Regions from separate parts of the Mus musculus genome. Here regions 2 and 3 are each linked to region 1. The links are chromatin contacts, called in public HiChIP or PLAC-seq maps. All regions are on one chromosome and are shown on one strand. The core of a region is the stretch at or near the end of the contact, and the rest is flanking DNA. Distances in the headings are between cores, read along the strand shown. Region 1 overlaps Cdc42se2 (CDC42 small effector 2). Region 2 overlaps Tnip1 (TNFAIP3 interacting protein 1). Region 3 overlaps Rapgef6 (Rap guanine nucleotide exchange factor (GEF) 6).

Region 1 (4,756 bases), core at 1,034-3,533:
GTGTTTTTGCTCGCTCTGTGTATGTGTATGTGTGTGTGTGTGAGAGAGAGAGAGGAAGAGAGAGAGAGAGAGAGAGAGAGAGAGAGAGAGAGAGAGAGAGAGAGAGAGAGAATATATCCCCACATAAAACAAACCTTCAAACTTAAAGTGCACCTCTGCACAGCAAGTGCTCAAGGCCACCTGACCTACAAGCTGCAATTCTAGATCAGAGTTTCTTTAGTAGCAGCAGCAACAAGAGTAATAATAATTATCACTATTATTAGGAGGCCTGCGCCTGAGCACACATGTGGAGGTCAGAGGATGATTCGTGGAATCTATTCTCTCCTTCCACCTGTCTATGGGTTCTGAGGACTGATACCAGGTCACTGGGCCAGCGTGGCACATACCTTTACACACCACACCATCTATCTCCCTGGCCCTTATGATGGTTTTACAAGAACTCACTCTTAGATGTTACTGACCTGCTAAGCCTCTGTGAGCACTTGCAATGCTAGCCTCTAACACGGTTGAGTCAACACTTTCACCTGTGGAGACAGGTCTCATTCTATAGGGCTGGCTGTACTGAAACTCCCTATGTATGTATGTATGTATGTATGTATGTATGTATGTATGTATGTATTAGCCTCAAACTCAAGAGATCCTCCTGCCTCAGCCTTCCAAATGCTGGGAATAAACGTATGAGCTATCTTACCCAGGTCATTTGTGCTTTATTTCTCTAAAGTTAATCTCCAGGCCTTTAGTAAGGGTGTCCTAGAGCCCCACTCATTTTTAATCAAGAAGGTCTCAGAAAGCCAAGAGAAGGTTCAGACCCTTCTAGCTTTGCTCACCCAGATTCAGGGTATGTTGCCCCCACTACACTCCTCTTACTTCCCCCCCCCCCCCCCCACTGTTCCTGTGTGGAGCAGTAAGTCATAATTCTGCAGAAGAGCCTTAAGAAGCAAAGCCAAAACGGATGTGGCAGTAGTCTCCTCTTCTTTTTGCTAAAAACCATTAGAGTGACCCTCGGAAGCCAGTCATCCTAGTTCACCCACCCGTATGTACTCCAAAGCATGATCAATTTCCAGTATCCCAAGTGAGACAGCTTAGTAGACCTTCTGGAGGGTAGAGACAGAGACTTCATCACAAGGAGAAAAGGACAGCAGCTGTACACCTGGGGCAAAGGATCTGCAGGACAGGGGCCATCTCCCAACGTCTCACAGGAACCTGACTTGCAAGAGCAACTGCCTCTGCTGTACACTCAGCCTGCTGGAGGGCCTCTCTAGGCAGACCTGGCATACTGGAGTCACACCTTCCAGGCATCCTGGTTTCTATAATCCTGGCCCTGAAGACTGAAGAGCCACCATGCCCCCTGTGGTGCTAGGAAGAAATCACACATGGCCCACACCCCTACACTAAGTGACTTACTTGAATTTCTGGGTGAGGCTCGGAGAACAGCTGCCACAGTAAGCTACTGAGGGAGAGTGTGCAAACACATTCCCAGGGACACGCTCACACATAAAGGCAAAGGTGGGAAGCCTCCAGCTCACTGTTTTCACAAAGACACATGTCCTTGTTAAGATAAGGTCTTAAGATGAGATGGTGGAGGAAGGAAGAGATGAAAACAGAAAGGAAGGGGGTGGGGATCAAGCACTTGAGCCCACACCAGTCAACACAGTGAGCACACCCATCCTCCTAAAAGTCCCTTCCCCATCCCTTCTCCACGTAGGCACTGATCTACTGCCCACATGTCTGTCAGCATTTTCCTGAAGCTCATTTAAATGGATCCTCCAGCATGTGCTTTCCTTCACTTGTGCAGTTATTCTGAGGGTGGTAACTGTTGCTACCTATACCAGGAGTCACTCCTTGTTAATCACAGAACTCTGAGACAGGTTAAACTATAGCGAACCAAAATCAATCTGAATTCCTTGCTATCATCTCTTCTCAGTCAGCTGAGTTTCCCTAAGGGACATAAACACACTTTGATAGCATGCAGAGCACATGTGGGCAAGGCTCACAAGGTGGCAAGACCTTCTGTGTCAACTCCCAATCACTAGATACTGACACTCCAACTATGATGTAGTGATGCAGAAATTCCATAGAAAGAAACGTTTGCCAAACCACCTCTCCTCTAGCACAACTGTTCACATTTGTGCCTCTAATCCCTGACCTTATACAGAATGAAAAGCATCTGAAGCATGACTAGGAGTATTTGCATGGCCGGCAGCTAATGAAGAGTCCTGTAAGAGTGAAGTGTTCCAGGAAACACAGTGACTCTACCCAAGTCCACACAGCAGGGCTGTGAGCGCCCTCTCAAGCTTCCTGTTTTGCTTTGCCGAGGCCCAACTGTGGAATTCCCCTGGCTGCTGACAACTGCATCTGTGTTTGTCTTGAAATTTTAATACCATGTACTTGAAAAAGTGTGCTGTTCAAAACAAAAAATCCACCTTATGCTTGAAAAATATGGTGTGCTTAGTGGTTGGTGGCTGACTGGGGGTAGTGGAATCATGCCAAGTACCCATGGCTGGCATGGAATTTGCAATCCTCCTGCCTCAGCCTCCTCAGTACACCTGCCTTTGTAGTTAGACATTTATACTTAGTCCTGGGTGCCGTGGGCTCCACCCTCCCTCACATCTCAAGAGCTGTAGAGCAGAGAAAATCTTCCCAGCTGTCAGGATGTCCCTGATCACTTTAATTGGATGCTTTCTGACTAACAGTGAACATGACGGACTCTCCTCTCCTAAATACTGAAAACATCCAATCTGTCCTTTCTCCTGTGAAGAAGAGAGCTATGGAGTCTTGTCATAAATATTTTATTTAGTTAACTATGCAAACCAGTTAGTAACTATACAAACCAGGCTGGCTTTGACCCTGGGCCCCTTCCAACTCCTATCTTACCTACTAGAAGCAGGAGAATGTTCTTACTTTGTGTTAGCATTACACGCTGTGAATGCATGTATGCACAAATGTGTGCACACGGTACGCAGAGGACAGAGGATGAGAGCCCTTGCAACTGAGGTCTCAGGTCATTGTGAACCACCTAGCTTGGGTAGAACTGAAATCAAGTCCTGTGGAAGAATGGCCAGTAAGTACTCTTAGCCAAATCAATGTGTTGTTAATTCTGGGTAATTAATCTCTAAAGTGTCCTTAGTTACAGAAAATGTGCATTTCATTCTAAACTTTTACATCAGACTGTTACTGGTTTAAAAGGAGCGAAATGCAAGTTTCTGAGGTACTTGTATATCAGTCATGTGAGAGACAGAACCCGACCACAATAACCTCAAGCAAAGGCCTGAGCCTCCATTCTTGCAGGTTCATAAAACCCAAGGGGGAAAAAAATAAGCCCATGCTATTGGTGTCAGAGAAGCAACTTCACTTTGGCCCTTTAAGAATTCATGACCAAGAAAGGCATTGACTTTCAGGCTACCACACAACAGGACCTGAAACTGCACACTGTATTTTCTAAATAAACAACAATCTCCCAGATGAGGTCAGATGACTTACAACAATAGGGTCTTTTAGGCAATGTTTTAGAACTCATAAAAGCTGCCAGTTAATGGGAACTTTTCATACGGCCTGCAGACAGGACTGGGTAATCCAGTGTGAGGCACTGGGTAGGTACAGGAAAATAAAGCTAGAGCTTTTTAAGTTATTTGAAACAGCAGTTGTTTTTCTTCTTAATTCATCAAAAGGCGTTTCTGACTTTCTTCCCAGGGTTTTGTTTGTGGCAATGGACAGTACGGTGAAGGAGCGCACAGCTGTAATAGCACTGTTTGCCTGGGAGCTGAAGCAGGAAGGTTCCAGGACAGTCTAAGCTCCACCCTTCCTCAAAGGTAACCCTGTTTCTGAGCTGGGCACTCGAGTCTACAGCATGAAACACATCTATCTGGGACTAAAAAGTCTCTGAGACATGGGAGGAAAACACAATAAATACTACTTTTATTTTTCATTATTCTTAAAGATTTTAGTCCTTCAAATACTTGATATACAGGGTGCTATGAGGCTATAAGGTGTGTTGTTTCTACAAAAGTTATTAAAAACAATAAACAGAAAATATTGAGTTATATTAGTACTTAACCTAAATCTACCAATGAAAGATGCATAGCAGAGCTTCCTAGGATGCATTCCTCCTGCAGACATGTGCCTTTCAAAATGCCAGAATGCCTAAGTGTGGTGGTTTGGATAAGAATGGCACCAAGAGACTCACGTGTGAACACTTCGTCATCAGGGTGTGGCAGTACTTGAGAAGGATTAGGAAGTGTGATCTTGTTAGGTCTTGTTGGAGGAAGTGTGCCATGGGGGAGCCACTGAGATTCTGAGATTTCGAAAGCCCATGCTAAACCCAGTTCTCCTGTCCCCTCACCCCTCATCTCTCTCTGATTTTTCCTTTGCCTACAGATCAGGATGTGACCCTCAGCTACTGCTCCACTGTCATGCTCCCTGCCATGATGAGAATGGATTAAGTCTGAGAGGGTAAGCCAACCCCAGCTAAACGCTGTTCTTTATAAAAGTTTCCTAGGTCACACTGTCTCTTCACAGCAACACATCAGTGACAAAGACGCTGACCTCATGCTGCAAATGCCCATGGGCCAAAAAATGAGGAATGAAATTGGGGAATTTTATTTCAAGAAACTTTTAATTTGTGTATCACCCTGATTCATAACCTAACAGTCAAATGAACCCAGTATCATGCACATTAAAATCAGACAGCACAAGAATAAAATTCAACATAAGATGCTAATTTTGATTCAGTAAGAGCCTGAGTCAGAGGAGAAAGTAG
Region 2 (4,756 bases), core at 717-3,216, 200 kb after region 1:
TTCACTGTGTGGCAGGGCTGGGCCTGGAGGTGTGGGGGTGTGGGCCAGAGCTGAGGCATCCCCAGACCAGTCTTCCTCTCCATGCAGAGCTCTAAGTTGCGATCTCACAAGCTTAATACAATCCCCTTAGGAGCCCTGACACTTTAGAGACTAACCTGACTTTTGGGAAGGAGACTTTGACAAGACAAAATGCATCAAGGTATTGGTACCCAGAATGAGCAAAACACTGAAACCCAACTCCCATGAGCAGCCGCTGGACAATCCAAGTCAGCAAGCGGGAGAAGCAAGCAGCCAGGGTGGGCGGCAGAGCCATGTAATTTGACTGCCAATAGCTCTGAGCACGTGTCTCAGAGAACGGGATACTCCACGTGGGGTGAAGACAGAACAAAAAGCCAAGGACTGGTCATACCACGGAGGCAGGTGCTGCACCAGGAAACAGAGTCTACCAGGCAGAACCTTCTGCCACTGGAATGTGTGTAGGAGGAGATGTGCTCCCTCAGCGAGGGGCAGAGCAGATCCTGGGTTTGAGAGCTTGGGATACACACCTGCTGCTGTCCAGCCACGCCCTTCTTGCCAGCACCCTCTGGCTTTGGGGAGCTGGGCTGCCCACAGAGTCCCTCTTTGCAGCTGCTGTTCATCAACAGTTTCTTGAGCTCCGTGTTTTCCTCCCTAGATAAGAGACAAGTGGAGATGTCACAATGTCAGCCCTGGGTTAAGACACTTGCAAAGCCAAGGATCTGCTGTCAAAGGCACTGCTGCGGTGCGACCAGACCAAAAGGGCATCTGTAAGCCACCCAGAAGGTGTGCAGGCTGCATGAGAATCCTTAACAGCAGAATTTCCCCCATCTGTAGGTTGTCTCCACACCTGGCACCTTCCAGTTCTATGATCTTGTTCTCTAAGAAAGCTCCGCCCCTCCCTCCAGTTATAGTCAAGTGTCCTGGTTCAGCTGACGCAGGCAGAGCCTGGGCGGTGCAGTAGGTCATGCTCACTCACCGGCACCTGGCACCCCCCCTCTTTAACATGGAAAGAGCAAGCTTCTGGCTCAGAGCTAGGGTTGATAGAGCCATCTTCACACCCACCAGGGACTCAATCCCACTGGATCTGCTCTCATGGTTCTCTAGTGTTGAGTACAGGCCCTGCTCTGGGTGAGACCTTCTTTACAGTTTACAGCAGGAAAGGCTACCAGCAAAGTTGAGTGTGGGCACGCACACCTATGACTCCAACGTTCATTTGGGAGGCAGAAGCTGGACTATGGAGTCTGAGGCGGCCTGAGCTACGCAGTGAGTTCCCTGGGCTATGGAATGAGACCATTCCAAACGAAACAAGCAGAAATAATAAGTGAAAGTGAAACCCTAAGTTCATGAGGTAGGCAGTGCTGGGTACTCAGGATGTTTGCAGTGTGGACACAGCCCTTCAGCTTCCATTTAATTACAGAGTCAAATGGCTTTTCTCAGGCCACTCAGCAAGGACTCAGATTCCTTTCCTTCGGCCTGGGTATCCACCCCCCCGCCCCACAGAGTTTCTCTGTGTAGCCCTGGCTGTCCTGGAACTCACTCTGTAGACCAGGCTGGCCTCAAACTCAGAAATCCGCCTACCCCCGCCTCCCAAGTGCTGGGATTAAAGGCGTGCGCCACCACGCCAGTGTAGTGAGACTCTTAGGAAGTCCCTGCCTCTCTCAGGGACCATCTCCCTTCACGTAATTTGAGTTAGTCTGCATGATCTGATGGCAAAGGCCCTTTGAGATCCAGCACTCACACACTCCTGTTTCCCTAGAGACAAGAGGCATTGATCCTTGGTGACAAGTAGACCCTACGGCTCACCTAAGACACCCAAACTCAGTCTTGCCAAGGACAGAGAGGCTGGGGTAAACCTGTAATGTCTTCCCACAGGTCTCAGTCCAGAGAGGGACTTCCAAAGATCCCAGGAAGAGCGAGCAGGGAATGATGGTGACCACCAGGGGGCAGGAGAATCCTGAGCCAGCTCCTACACAAATGTCAGCAGTTGTCTCCAGGGGAAGGCAGCTTTCAATGCTGTCTACACCCCCACCCTCAAGATAAACACGGTGCAAGGGAGAAAATACCAGAAGCCAAGGAGAAGAGCCATGAGATCTGCTGTCAGAACAGAGCTCTCAGATGTGGCTTCATCCCAGGAACCAGTGTGTTACATTATTCTCCTGCCCTATCCCTCTGCCAGTCTCCAGTGGCCTGGACTTACCGCAGCCTCTCAGCAGCCAGATCCCGCTGTTCCAGGCCCTTGTCCAGCTTGGCCTTCAGGGCTTCATTCTCCTGGCGCAGCTGCTCACATAAGGTCTGTGGGGTAGATGAGCAGACAGTGGTAAGGATTAGAAGGGGTACATCCCAAGGCATGCTGACAAGGGGGCTCGAGCTACAGCCACTAGGTCCATCCCCCAGGCTTTTCTTCCATGGGAACCAGTGGTAAGGATGCCTGATGGAGACTCAGAGCTGGGTCCTGGTCCTCTCAATGACAATCCCCTCCTCTTCCCTTAACAGTCATCCCTGCCTAGACTCTTCCTCCTTGGCAGCCCTCCGAGGCTCACATCTCATCTCTTTCCCTAACCAAGGTAGATGTCCTACATTCACTGCTACATAGAGTATGAGGAGAATTGTGTCATGTCACACAGGGAGATTCCAAAACTGCTGGCTTCCTTTCTGACTAGCTTGGGTGGATGGAAGGACAGCCTTGCATTGGAGTTGTTGAACTCTGGGTTGAAGGCTGAGAAAGTCGAAAAATTGTTATTGTTTTTCAATGCCCAGTGGATGGCCCTGTGCCACATTTGATCTCAAAAAAAATATTTAATTTTTTTTCTTTTTTAGGTGAGGTCTTACCCTGTACCCCAGTTGGGCCTGAAACTTCCTATATCCCTCGGCACTGAATGCCCAGCAACCCTCTTGCCTCGGCCTCCTAAGTGCTGGGACTACAGGTATGAGTCTGCAATGTTTGTTGGGTGAATCAAGAAACATATCAGAGATGCAATGAGGAGGAATGGGATCCAGCTTCCTCTACCCAGAGGCTGAGAAACAGAGAGCGGCTGTGGCCCTGGGCAGGGACACCAGGGAACAGACTGTCCTGCTCCTGCCCTAAGGGAAGGCCACAGTGACAGTTCACTTGTTAAGACTATTCTTGGGACCTCTAGGTAAACGCCCTGGGTACAAACCAGATGCTGGACAAGCTCAGCAGCAGCCAAAGATCACCACCTACTCTATCAGAGAGTCTAAGAGCACACCTGTGAGCCCACTGGAAACATTGGTTTGTTTTTATTTTATGTATAATGTTTTTCCTGCACCATGCGTGCAGTGTCCACAGAGGCCAGAAGAGGGCATCAGATCCCCTGGAACTGTAGTTAGAGAAGGTTGTGAGATGGATGCTGTGTGGGCATTAGGCACCAAACCCCCACCCTCTGCAAAAGCAGCCAGTCATCTCTCCAACTTTGTCTTTCTGTTGTTATTGTTTTACTTTGTTTTCAAGACAGGGCTCCTCTGTGCATCTCTGGCTGTCCTGGAACTCACTTCATAGACCAGGCTGGCCTCCAGATCTATCAGCCTCTATCTCCTAAATACTGGGACCACAGGCATGAGTCCACTGTCTGGCTTCGTGTTGGTCTTTGAGATGGAGTCTAGCTACACAGTCCAAGGTGGCCTTGAACTTGAAATCCCCTAGAGCAGGCATTATGGGTAGAGCCTCCACTCCTGGCATGCTCACTCATTCTCTCACCAACTATGTATGAAGTGCCAGGCACTGGAGCAAAATGGTGGGTACGGTTTCCCTGTGAAGACAGCACTTAGTAGCAAGACAAACTAAGCAAACAAACTACCACTACCCAATAAAACAGAATTGTCGTGAACTGTTAAGAACCAAGAAAGGAATAAACAGGAGACTGATGTAAGAGACTGGGGACATCAGGGAACAAAGATCTATCTGCACGTGAGTGCCAAAAGGTGGGTGCTCAGAGTGATCCCAGCCCTGGTACCATGTCAGGTATTCTCTCTCAGGGCTCAGAGTGGGAACTCCAAAGCCTTAGTGGCCTCTCAAAGAGGTCCCCTCCCTGGACCTGGCTCTGTAGGCTCTCTACCACATACTGCCTCTCCAGTCTCCAGTGAGAGGATGCTCTGTGTACTCCTGGTCATACGGGCAGAGCAGAACTCACCCGCTCAAGGTTACACGGGGTGGATTCCCTCCTTTCATCAAGGTCTACTGGCACAACTGAGACCGCAGACCGACTGGCACAGAAGGAGAAGGGCCTACCCAGAAGCAGGGAGCCTTAATGTGAGAGCTCTACCCAGAAGGAAGGGGTACTCAAATCCTGAGCAGGGCCTCAGGCAGCCTCATGTTCATCATCTTTGAAATGGTTACCAATTAATGTAAGCGGATCATACTTAACTGCAAAGCCCTCGAAGTTAAGATGGCCTGCCCTGAGTAGATAAGCATCATCAAACGAAGCTAACAGTCACCCATCTCCCAGCACTGGGTTCTAGATTACACAAAGGCCTCCTTTGACGCAGTGTCCCAGGAGGGGGACACTGGTAGTTCCAATCCTTACAGGACAGGAGATTGGTGACTTGTTCAGGACCATACAGTAATGAGGATCAACCATTCTCCCAGCACAGGGAGCCTTCTAAGAGGGATTTGAAAAAGGAGGCAGGGAGGGAGAGAGCGTGGCTAAGGGTCTGAGATTTTTTTTTTTAAAAAGATTTATTTATTTATCATACGTAAGTACACTGTAGCTGTCTTCAGACA
Region 3 (4,756 bases), core at 1,587-4,086, 160 kb before region 1:
GCAGAACTCTTGTGAGTATAAGGTAAGGTTAGGCAGGTCTACTACATACATAGTGAGTTTGATGCCAGCGAGGGCTATATAGTGATACTCTATCTCTGTGTGTGTATCTGTGTCTGGTTTTTTTCTTCTCTGTCTGTATACCTCTGTGTGTGTGTGTGTGTGTGTGTTGCAAATAAATATTATATTACAGGAGAGAAATTGAACTAATAGGTAAAATTGAGATTAGTAGTTACCTTTTATAGAAAGGACATAGAGATGAAATACAGACAGATGCTGAATTTCTTTAGGGTGGTAATAATGAGCTAGACCTAGAAAGTGGTGACTGTTAAAGAAATTCATGTCTATACAGAAAACCACTGAACTATGAGTAGGTTTTTTTAATATGTGAATTTTATATTAATAAAAAGAAACAGGAAATGTCATAGGTGGTTTGACTACAATGGTAACTAGAACAAGACTACAGTACTTCCGAGTACCAAGGGAACTTTTTAAACCAACAAAGAATACACATTTTAGGGCTGGAGAGATACTCAACAGTTAACAGTTGTGCTCTTGCAGAGGACCCAGGTTCGATTCCTAGCACCCACATGATAGCTCACAACCTGTTATTCCAGTTCTGTTGCATGTTTTTGATTTCTACAGGTGCAGCCATCGGGCCTACACTTGTAAAGCATATATACATGCAGACAAACTCCCATACACAAAGAATAAAATAAATCTAAAGAAAAAGAGTACTCATTTCAGAGAAATAAATATAAGAAATAGACCTATAACAGTGAGGCTTCATTTATGTCATAGAACCATGTGCAGTAAATAAAATGATAAGTATACTGCAAGTGCATATATAATATGTCCCATAAATAAGTATAATTGTGTGAATAAATAAGTATAATTGTGTGAATATTCCAGGAATATTGCAAGTTCAAGGTCAGACACAGATACAGAGCAAGAATCTGTCTTGGGAGAAAAAATAGTTTAAGGAAGAGAGATATATGGCTTTGAATATCAGGAGTAAGAGTTTAAATTTATCAAGGGTAGGGAGATGATGCTGATTAACAGTACTGGCTGCTCTTTAGAGAAGCTGAGTTCAGTTTTCAACACCCCAGTTCCAGAGGGTCCAGTGCCGCTTTCTGGCCCCTGCAGACACCAGACGTATGTAGTGCACAGACATACATGCAGAAAAAAAACCTATACACATAAAATGAATTTTTAAAATTTCAATAAGTATGGTAAACATTGGCTGTCCATTGTCATATTAGGACACCTGACAGGATGATTATCTTGGTAGCTTATCTGACTACAGTATGTGATTGGAGAACATGTCTAAAGCAACAGGATCACTGTTGATGTATTATAAGACTGAAGTGATTAAAACTCAGGTAAGGGATGGTGATGATACTGTTAAAAGAAAAGGTGGCTGGGCGGTAGTGGTGCACACCTTTAATCCCAGCACTTGGGAGGCAGAGGCAGGTGGATTTCTGAGTTTGAGGCCAGCCTGGTCTACAAAGTGAGTTTCAGGACAGCCAAGGCTACACAGAGAAACCCTGTCTCAGGGAAGAAAAAAAAAAAGAAAAGGTGTTAGGAAAGGGACATGTACAAACAATATTGACCTCCTGAGAAATGGATCTGGTCTTTGGAAGATGAGCATGGAGCTGGAAATTGATTGTTGACTGAATTGCTTAATTCATTGCCTAAAGCATATTTTGTGATAGCAGAGAGATGTGATATTAGTAGGAAAAGTAGTTGTAGAGGAAAAAAAATAATTTCTATGTTAGGTTAGTTATAAAGTATAATTTAGAACTTAACAATATACGTTTGAACAAAGATTTAAGTTTAGAGAGCTGAAGAGAATGTTCTTAGAGAGGACTCAGGTTTGGTTCCCAGCACCCACATAGAGCTTCTCACAGCTCCAGGGAATCCCATGTCCTCTTCTGGTCTCCCTAGGTACCAGCACATGTGTAGTATTGACTCACTCAGACATATACACATATGGGCATATAAGTGAAAAATAAATCTTTTTTAAAATATTGTTTTTTAAAATAACTTTTTTTTATTTGTTTGTGGGGGTTGGTTTTTTTGTTTTGTTTTTTCGAGACAGGGTTTCTCTGTATAGCCCTGGCTGTCCTGGAACTCACTTTGTAGACCAGGCTGGCCTCGAACTCAGAAATCTGCCTGCTTCTGCCTCCCAAGTGCTGGGATTAAAGGCGTGCCACCACTGCCCGGCGATATTGTTAGTTTTTATAGTAGTGATATATACTCTGTAATTGGATAGCAGTCTTACGTCAAGATTACAGGTTTTGCAATTAGATAGTCCTGCCAGCTCACCTTTAGTAAGGGTCACTCTTGTGACCTGGAAAGATACTAGTCCTTGGGGGTTTCATTTTGTTTTTTTACCTAGAGATAATGTTGTAGATTTTTTAAAAATATATATATATATACATACACACACACACACACACACACACACACACACATATATATAATATGTCTATTTTAAGTGGGCTGTATAACAGCTTCTCTGTTGTTTTTAAAGTTGCCATCCTTACTGATGTTGTTATGCATTAAGGTGGACAAAAAAAGTTTCTATCAAATAATAGAGTAATTTTGTTTTGCTTTTCAGTAGTTCACTAAAATGATAGCCATGATTGTTTGGTAAGTAAAGTAAATGCATAATAAGGCAGTTTGTAATTAGACTAACATCCAAGTCATAATTATTGAATGTGTAGGTGTAGCTAACAGCCTTCATTTCTGGTAAGAGACTTTACTTAGACGGATATGTTTATGTGCTCAAGACAGACAGTTTCCTGGAAGGAAACTGTGGTCTCTAGTTCTTTATAAAAACATTGTCTTTAATCTCTTTCAACTCAGAACATTGCCTTGTACAGACTGTTTCTTCAGGCACATTCTTGGCAGGAATAAATGAAGCTTCCTTATGAGCCTTTTAAGACTTCATAGACTGTCTGAAAGATGGAAAAACTGGATATTTAATCAGGAATCTGAACATGTATTTCAGGTAGAGAATTCCAAAGATAATGAAGACAGTATTTTACAAAGAGAAATTCCTGCCAGACAGTCTCGACGAAGGTTTCGGAAAATTAACTATAAAGGAGAACGCCAAACCATAATAGATGGAGTGGATATTAATAACTACCTTTCGGTGAGTATATGTCAGACTTTTTTATGGATCCTTGATTTTCACATAAAATGTCTTTAATTTAAGTGGTTTTTGGTCTCTACATGTAAAAGTTATGGTAAAATAAACAGTTTTTAAAAACATTACTACTTGACTGTTGGATTAACTAGAAATTTTCTTATCTGTGGGAATTTTGCTTTAGCTTTAGTTTTACTTAGAGTAATTAACCAAAATAAGTATTTGTGGTAGCTTAGTACATAAATTTGTGAATTTTCTTGCCTTTGTAGTGACTGAATTAGGATGTAAATTAAATCTGAGAACTCAGGCAGTCGACTAATGGGAAAACTTAATATGATGGAAAAAATAACAAAAGAAAGAAAACCATGGCAGTTCTCCTTGGCCTGCAGGACTGTTAGTCACTCATAAAAACAGGCACTAGTGTAGAAATGTGTATTAAAGTAAAGAAGCAAATGAAACATTGAACTTTGTTAAAGCTAGAGAAAGGAAGCTGTTGCTTTAGAAGTCTTTTTTTTTTTTTTTTTAACTCTGTTGTTGCAGATAACATCTTTTTAGACTGAGAAATGAAATAATTTGAAGAATAGGCCCATGGGCATCCCTACAGCTGTCCTCCTTTGGTCTGAGTTTTAAGTGACAGTATTAGAGAGATGGGAGAGTTGGTTGCAGAAACTGACAAGAGTCTGTTGCTTTCGTTTTCAGGAAAGAAATGCTCTCATTATATGGCAGGGTAGAAGAGGATAGTCAGGAAATTGGCTTACTAAAATAAGAATAGGATTCAAGGCAGCTTTAAAGAGTCTGTCACATTTGCCTAATTTCATTAATAGAATGTGTTCTGTTTCTGAAAATAAACATACTGGTTCCAAAATTTGCAACTAATACTGGAGCCACACAGAGAAACAGTTTCTTTTTAAATACACAGTTTATTACTGGGCAGTAGTGGCCCACACCTTTAATTCCAGCACTCCGGAGACAAAGGCAGATGGATCTCTGTGAGTTTGAGGACAGCCAGGTATACACAGAGGAAACCCTGTCTTGAGAGCCCTTTACCTGGTATATCATCTCTGTGTGTGTGTGTGTGTGTGTGTGTGTGTGTGTGTGTGTGTGTGTGTACACGTACATACATATACATTATATGTATATGAATTTCCTGTTACTAATTAAACTGTCTTTTACCTTATTATATACAATGACTATTTTAAATTTTTTAAACGTGTTGTGATTTTTAAAAGCTTATATATAGTTTAAAATCTTTGCTGCTAGATTTTCTTTTACATTTTGAATGAGTGCATAGTGCTCTATTATAACAATATGCCACAATTAACTAATTTGGAACTCAGTATTTGTTCATGTGTACTTTTTATAGACTATATCAGTGTCCTGTCATCACTTGCATACAGTATACACTGATCAATCCAACCTTTTATATATCTCCGTCAATACTCTCCCTAATCTCTTGTTAATCACATTTTGCTTAGATTGACTGTCTGTCCATGTTTCTGCGTGGGTATGTGAAGGTACATTCACCTGTAGTGTGTGTGCCCTATAGAAGCTAGAATCCAAATTTAAGTATATCCCTCTGATGAGCTATACCTTAACTTTTGAGAA

The links. HiChIP or PLAC-seq counts read pairs in DNA pulled down with a chosen protein or histone mark.
Region 2: a contact with region 1 is called in an H3K27ac HiChIP or PLAC-seq map of regulatory T cells, with 4 times the contacts expected there. The contact joins two enhancer-like sites. A contact is called at or near these places in 7 of 39 promoter capture datasets (the C10 cell line, cranial neural crest, embryonic stem cells and 3 more), 1 of 15 datasets of contacts at CTCF or cohesin (large pre-B cells), 9 of 484 Hi-C or Micro-C datasets (3T3-L1-derived adipocytes, B cells, the C10 cell line and 5 more), 3 of 115 datasets of contacts at active chromatin or transcription factors (bone marrow-derived dendritic cells, embryonic stem cells and regulatory T cells) and 3 of 9 other capture datasets (adipose tissue, embryonic stem cells and liver).
Region 3: an H3K27ac HiChIP or PLAC-seq map of regulatory T cells shows a contact between it and region 1, with 3 times the contacts expected there. The contact joins two enhancer-like sites. A contact is called at or near these places in 3 of 39 promoter capture datasets (the C10 cell line, hippocampal neurons and liver) and 2 of 115 datasets of contacts at active chromatin or transcription factors (memory CD8 T cells and regulatory T cells).

What each region holds. Positions count from the first base shown.
Region 1 is chr11:54,725,273-54,730,028 of GRCm38.p6, forward strand. All of the region lies in intron 3 of Cdc42se2 (CDC42 small effector 2), which reads right to left. Among named protein-coding and RNA genes, the nearest start is that of Cdc42se2, 60 kb to the right of the region's middle. Within about 2 kb of position 2,284, at least 168 of the 459 cell types and tissues checked have an H3K27ac peak or open chromatin away from gene starts, as enhancers often do. A contact at or near this core is called in memory CD8 T cells and regulatory T cells, where this site is marked.
Region 2 is chr11:54,928,550-54,933,305 of GRCm38.p6, forward strand. Tnip1 (TNFAIP3 interacting protein 1) reads right to left here. Exons shown (of 19, transcript NM_001199275.2): 8 at 2,216-2,310; 9 at 546-669. Among named protein-coding and RNA genes, the nearest start is that of Gpx3, 28 kb to the left of the region's middle. Within about 2 kb of position 1,967, at least 24 of the 459 cell types and tissues checked have an H3K27ac peak or open chromatin away from gene starts, as enhancers often do. A contact at or near this core is called in regulatory T cells, where this site is marked.
Region 3 is chr11:54,565,340-54,570,095 of GRCm38.p6, forward strand. Rapgef6 (Rap guanine nucleotide exchange factor (GEF) 6) reads left to right here. Exons shown (of 29, transcript NM_001252494.1): 6 at 3,014-3,157. Among named protein-coding and RNA genes, the nearest start is that of Rapgef6, 45 kb to the left of the region's middle. Within about 2 kb of position 2,837, at least 26 of the 459 cell types and tissues checked have an H3K27ac peak or open chromatin away from gene starts, as enhancers often do. A contact at or near this core is called in memory CD8 T cells and regulatory T cells, where this site is marked.